Linked DNA regions of Sus scrofa: region 1 is linked to region 2. The links are chromatin contacts, called in public HiChIP or PLAC-seq maps. All regions are on one chromosome and are shown on one strand. Each heading gives the region's core, a stretch centred on a gene start, on an enhancer-like site or on the middle of the called end of the contact. The rest is flanking DNA. Distances are from core to core; before and after follow the strand shown. Region 1 holds the start of C2H11orf96. Region 2 overlaps ACCSL (probable inactive 1-aminocyclopropane-1-carboxylate synthase-like protein 2).

Region 1 (2,700 bases), core at 10-2,509, 93 kb after region 2:
CAGAGTTCGTACTGGAAGGAGTTTAAAAATAAACATTTACAAGGGCAAAGAAAGCGGCCCCCCTCCCTGTCGCCCGAGGGTGAGCGCGGCGCGGCGCAAGGCGCCCCAACCAGTTCGCAGCCGAGCGAAGGTCCAAGTGCTCGAGGGGCGCTGGTTCCCGGTCTTCCTGGGCCCCGGGGAGGCGGGCGCGGGCTCTCTCGGGTTCGAACGCCGGTCGCCGGCGGGCCTCCGAGGCGCGTGTGTCCCGGCTGCGGGCGGCGCCCCTCACAGGGCCGAGTCGGAGTCGCTAGAGTCCAGGCTGTTCCTCAGTTTGCAGCTGGTGAGTTGCTCCCGCTGCAGCGACAGGCTCTGCGTGCTGCGGCGCAGGCACTCCAGGCTCTGCAGGAACGACTTCTTGGCCTTCTCCTCCTCCATGGGGGACACTCCCTCCTCCTCCACCTCCTGGATCTCGTCGAAGGTCACCGGCTGCGTCTTGAAGCGGGACTGGCGCGGCCGCCGCAGCCGACCCTTGCCCTTGGACAGCTTGGCGGGCCGCACGGGCTGCGGGAACTCGTCGGCCAGGCACACGAAGTGCGGCATCACCGCCTGGTAGCTGGAGCAGATGCCCATCAGCTCGCTGGGCTTGGCGGCCGCCATGGCGCTGCCCGTGTCTTCGGGGCCGGGCGGCGGGGCGCCGGGGCTCTCCAGGGGCGGCCGCTGCGCCGGGGCCCCCCGGGAGGCAGCAGCCTGGGGCTCGCCGGGCGGGGGATCCAAATCTGCTGTGGGGTGGCGGCGGCCCTCGCGGGCCCGGGTCGGCGCTCCTCGGGAGGGCGGGCAGGCGGGCCCGTCGTGGGGAACGGGGCTCTGGGGGATGCTGCTCCGCTGCGCTCCGAGGCGCTCGCCGCCGCTGCTGTCGCCGTCTGCCCCGCGGCGGCCCGGCCCACCGCTTATATAGCCGGCTCCTGCCCACACGGCTGCGAGCTCGGATGACAGCGAATGCCATTTAAAGCGTGTGCGCCCCGCGCCCTTCCGCCTGACGTCGCCCCGCCACGCTGGGAAAGTAGCGGCCCTTTCCCCAGCGCCGCCCGCCAACCCGGCTCCGGAAGGCGGGCCCCGCCCGCGGGGGTTCCGGGAGCATCCAAGGCCCCGAAGCACGCGGCTGTGCAGGGGCGGGCGGCCCAGGTGCAGGGTCTTGTCCTGGGCCTCCCCCAAGCCTGGAGGAAACGTGGTAGCCGCGGGGACGCAGGTCCCCCTCTCCAGCCTCCTAATCCCAGAGGCACACAATCAAGACGCTTGGTTATGCTGCGGAGGGTTCTGCGCTGCGCGCGGAGCGGAGGCAGCTCCCAGTCTCCTTGCTGCAGGGAGAGCCATGCCACCTGGCTCCCCAAAACTGAGTCTGGAGGAAGGGCTGGATTTCTTCTCTGGACTCATGCCAGCACTCCCAGACACATACACACACACACACACACACACACACAAATACAAACACACTGGATTATTCCATTCCACTTCGCTTCCCTAATTGTCTTCTCTATGTTTGTCTCCTCACTACTTGCACCCTCCAAGTCCCTTGAGCACCCACATTCATGCTCAAAGAATGACACTTAGATATGGGACTAACAACAACAACAATAATGATAAGTAACCATCTGGAGAGCATTACTCCAAGCCAGGCAGTGAGCTTTGCTTTACATATATTATCCTACTTAATCTTCCTAACAGCCCTGCGAGGTAATTGGTAGTCTCCCAGTTTTACATATGAGAGAACGGAGGCACAGAGAGGAGAAGCAATTCGTCCACTAGAGGCTGATGGCACCAAGGGGGCTCAACCCCAGGGGCTGAGAGCCACCAATGCTGAGTCCTGCTAAGGGCTGAGAGCCACCAATGCCCCCAAGGCTTCTCAGAGCAGATCCTCTGCCTGGGTTTCCCACATTCCCAAGAGGAAACCATAAATAAGCATTGCTCTGACATGTGGGCCTGGGGTGCTAGCATCCAGCAAGGCTCATGGGAAGGCTGGGAAAGGAGGAAATCAATGGAAATTGGCCGCCATTCCTTCCATAGCCATCCGACAAAGACTTATTGAGAACATACTAAGTACTGGTTCAGGAGGGTCCCCGCCTTTGGGAAAGTTACAGTCCAGGGAAGGGAGCAGAGCAGACACTAAACACCTAAACAAGAAATGAGCTGTGGGTGGTGATAGGGATGCAGATGGAGAGATGCTGGGGGATGGCGCACAAAAGGCTCTTTGGAGTGGGTGATATTTAAGGTGTCCTCAGAAGGACAATAATAGCACTACTAAGTGCTTAACAGATGCCATGCTTTGAGTACTGTTTATGCATTAATTCGTTTAATGTGCTCATTATTTTGTTTAATCCTCTCAGCAACTCCAGGTAACAAGTATTTTTATTATTTATTTATTTATTTTGGTCTTTTTAGGGCTGCACCTGTGGCATGTGGCAGTTCCCAGGCTAGAGATCAAATCAGGGCTGTAGCTGCCAGCCTACACCACAGCCACAGCAATGCGGGATCTGAGCCACATCTGCGACCTACACCACAGCTTGCAGCAATGCTGGATCTTAACCTACTGAGCGAGGCCAAGGATGGAACCTGTGTCCTCATGGATGCTAGTCAGATTCATTTCTGCTGAGCCATGACGGGAACTCCTATTATGCTCATTTACAGATAGGAAAGCGAAGGCACAGAGAAGCTAAGCAACTTCCC
Region 2 (2,700 bases), core at 200-2,699:
TTGTCTTTTTTTTTGTGTCTTTTCTGGGGCTGCACCCGAAGCATATGGAGGTTTCCAGGCTAGGGGTCGAATCAGAGCTCCAGCTGCCAGCCTGCACCAGAGCCACAGCAACGCCAGACCTGGCCTACACCACAGCTCATGGCAATGTCGGATCCTTAACCCACTGAGCGAGGCCAGGGATTGAACCCACCGCCTCATGGTTCCCAGTCAGACTCGATAACCACTGAGCCACGACGGGAACTCCACACGTTGCATTTTGAATCCCAGTTTGGTGTCTGCTTCTCGGAGGACATGAACTAACACGTTGCAAAGCTGAGATTCGAACCCACGGAGCCTCAGCCTGATGCTTCCTTTTGTTTCTCTCCAGCCATTTTCCTCTCAGGAGAAAAGACATCTGCAAAGGTTACTACCATCCAGAGCTCAGAAGCTCTAAGGCCACAGAAGAGGGAAACTCCAACGACAAAGAAAACAAAAGCGCAGGAACCTCCGCAGACATGCCTGGGGGAGCCAGACAGACACCTGGCTCTTCAGGAACTGACCTGACCTGGGAGCCTCCACAGAAGGAATTGGGGGGGTTGGGGGATGACAAGCTAGCATTTATTTTTTTCTCTGCTCCAAGCCCTTTACACACAGTTACCTCACTTCATCTTCCCCAATGCTCATAAAGCTGGTATCTGAACCTCCACTTTACAAGTGAAGGCATGAGGCTCAGAGAGATGAAGCCACTTGCCTGGAGTCACACAGCTAGTGGGGGTTCAAAACGTATTACTTCTGCCCCCACACCCGCAGCCCTGCCTTTTGGCCAGCCAGTTTTCCATTACACCATGCTGTTTCCATTCTGCTATTGACAGAAATGAGATAAACAATTTTTTTTTTTTTTTTTTTTTTTACAAAACCCAAACCTCAGGCTGATCATAGTTGCACAAGAGTCGATATCCAGACCTGAATCACCATCTGGCTTTGCCTTCATTCCTACTTAAAAAAAAACCCCAACACATTAACAGCTGAAACCTTGACAAATGAGTGAGGAACACACAAAAATCAAAGGATCTCAGCCAGGACCCAAAAAAAAAAAAATCCCCTAAATTCTTTCCCCATGAGGGGAGGTTTTCCACAGGGACAGAGCCCCGTGCTTGGCTCAGGGGCCACGCCGCCTTCTCCTTGAGAAAGCTCTTGGGATAAAAATAGCCAAGCGGCAGGCGGCCCCTTTTGGGGCTCAGAGAAGAGGAGGGGAGGGATGGAAGGAGGGGGCCTTGGCTCCCCGGTGCCTGTGTCCTTGAGAAGCAGGAGGAGAGGGCCTGTGGGGGTGGGGGGTCTGAGGAGGAGGTGGGGAGAGGAGACTTCCTGGTGAGGAGGAGGAAGAAATGGTCGGGTCCGGACTCCCCAGATTCCTGGAGCCGGAGAATCCTGAGGAAATACTGCCTAGAAGCAAGAAAAGGAAGGGGCCGGGCTAGGCTTTGCTAGACCATTGCCAGCCAGCGAGAACGACCAGGAGGAGCCCCTTAGTACATAAAAAGAAGAAAAATAAAAACAAACAAGGCCCAGGGGAGCCTGGTTTGAGTGTCTAAAAAGGAAGCCAGGCCAATGGAGCCACTTCTAAGAGGCCTGTGTTCTGCAGAAGTCGTCCCCTCACCCCTTCCATCCCGGCCCCAGGGACCCCAGTTCAGACTCTGTCCTTCACCTTCCTAATTGGCCCCTCATCCAGCCCAAAATCTAAGGCTCCTCTGGAGGGCCTTCTCACCAAGCCAGAGGGCGAGCAACGCAGGGGCTCTAAGGGGCTTCGAATGACGACCCTTTGAAGATTGTCAAGTCCCTTATTTCAGCCTCACTGTGCTGATGAGGCGTCTGAAGTCCACAGAGGACAAACAGCTTGTCCAAGTCACACAGCAAGTCTCCTGACGCTGCTGCACTGCAGAGCTGCCAGTGACACCATCGACCCAGAATGTCATCCATCCAACGAGGATGACTGAGCACCAACTGGGCGGTCAGCCCTGTCACAAGTAGGTGGGCATGCAAGGTGGGAGACAACGGCTTTGTCAGGTACACAGAAAGCCTCTCTGATAGTGTGACGTCTGAGCAGAGACCTGGAGGCAGTGCAGGGTGGGCCGTGATGATATCCAGTAAGAGAGCATTCCAGACCGAGGGAATGGTGAGTGCAAAGGCCCTGAGGCTTAGTGCATTATGTGCCAGCAGGAGGCCGGATAGCTGGAGTGGAGTATTTGGGGAGGAGGTCAGAGATGGAATAGGTGGGCTCTGTAGGCCACTGGAAGAGCCTTGGCCGTCCCCCAATGTGGCAGGAAGCTTTTGCAAGGTTTTGAGCAAGACTTGCTCTGATTTAGCATCGAAAAGGCTTCCTATGATTATAAAATGGAAAAGATGCTATTGGAAAGGGTCAAGGGTGGGAGCAGATGGGAGGACACTGCAGTGACCCGGCCTGAAATGGTGATAGTGAGGCTGGGGGTATGAGGATGGTGAGAAGCAGGTGGATTCTGGGTGGAAGGCAAGCCATAGGATTTGCTGTTTGATCACACATAGGCTGAGACAGGAAGAAAGACATCAAGGATGATGCAGGGCTTTGGCCTGAGCAACAGCAAAGATGGAGTTTTTTGAAGTAAGGAAACCATGAGAGGAGTAAATCTGAGGGGAAGATCAGGACTGTGTACGTGGATCCAGCCTCAGGGCAGAATCGATCCCAGCCCC

The links. HiChIP or PLAC-seq counts read pairs in DNA pulled down with a chosen protein or histone mark.
Region 1: a contact with region 2 is called in an H3K27ac HiChIP or PLAC-seq map of skeletal muscle, with 6 times the contacts expected there. The contact joins the promoter of C2H11orf96 here to the enhancer-like site in region 2. A contact is called at or near these places in 9 of 47 Hi-C or Micro-C datasets (alveolar macrophages, embryonic fibroblasts, liver and 5 more) and 1 of 2 datasets of contacts at active chromatin or transcription factors (skeletal muscle).

What each region holds. Positions count from the first base shown.
Region 1 is chr2:18,392,652-18,395,351 of Sscrofa11.1, forward strand. It overlaps C2H11orf96, which reads right to left and starts at 1,260. Exons shown (of 1, transcript XM_021085053.1): 1 at 1-1,260. The coding sequence starts at 1,260. The coding sequence ends at 265. The region is part of intron 1 of ACCSL (probable inactive 1-aminocyclopropane-1-carboxylate synthase-like protein 2); the gene reads right to left.
Region 2 is chr2:18,299,397-18,302,096 of Sscrofa11.1, forward strand. The region is part of intron 1 of ACCSL (probable inactive 1-aminocyclopropane-1-carboxylate synthase-like protein 2); the gene reads right to left. It overlaps LOC110259274 (a long non-coding RNA gene), which reads left to right. Exons shown (of 2, transcript XR_002341492.1): 2 at 368-987. Among named protein-coding and RNA genes, the nearest start is that of ACCS, 34 kb to the left of the region's middle. Within about 2 kb of position 1,450, at least 22 of the 83 cell types and tissues checked have an H3K27ac peak or open chromatin away from gene starts, as enhancers often do. A contact at or near this core is called in retroperitoneal adipose tissue, skeletal muscle and subcutaneous adipose tissue, where this site is marked.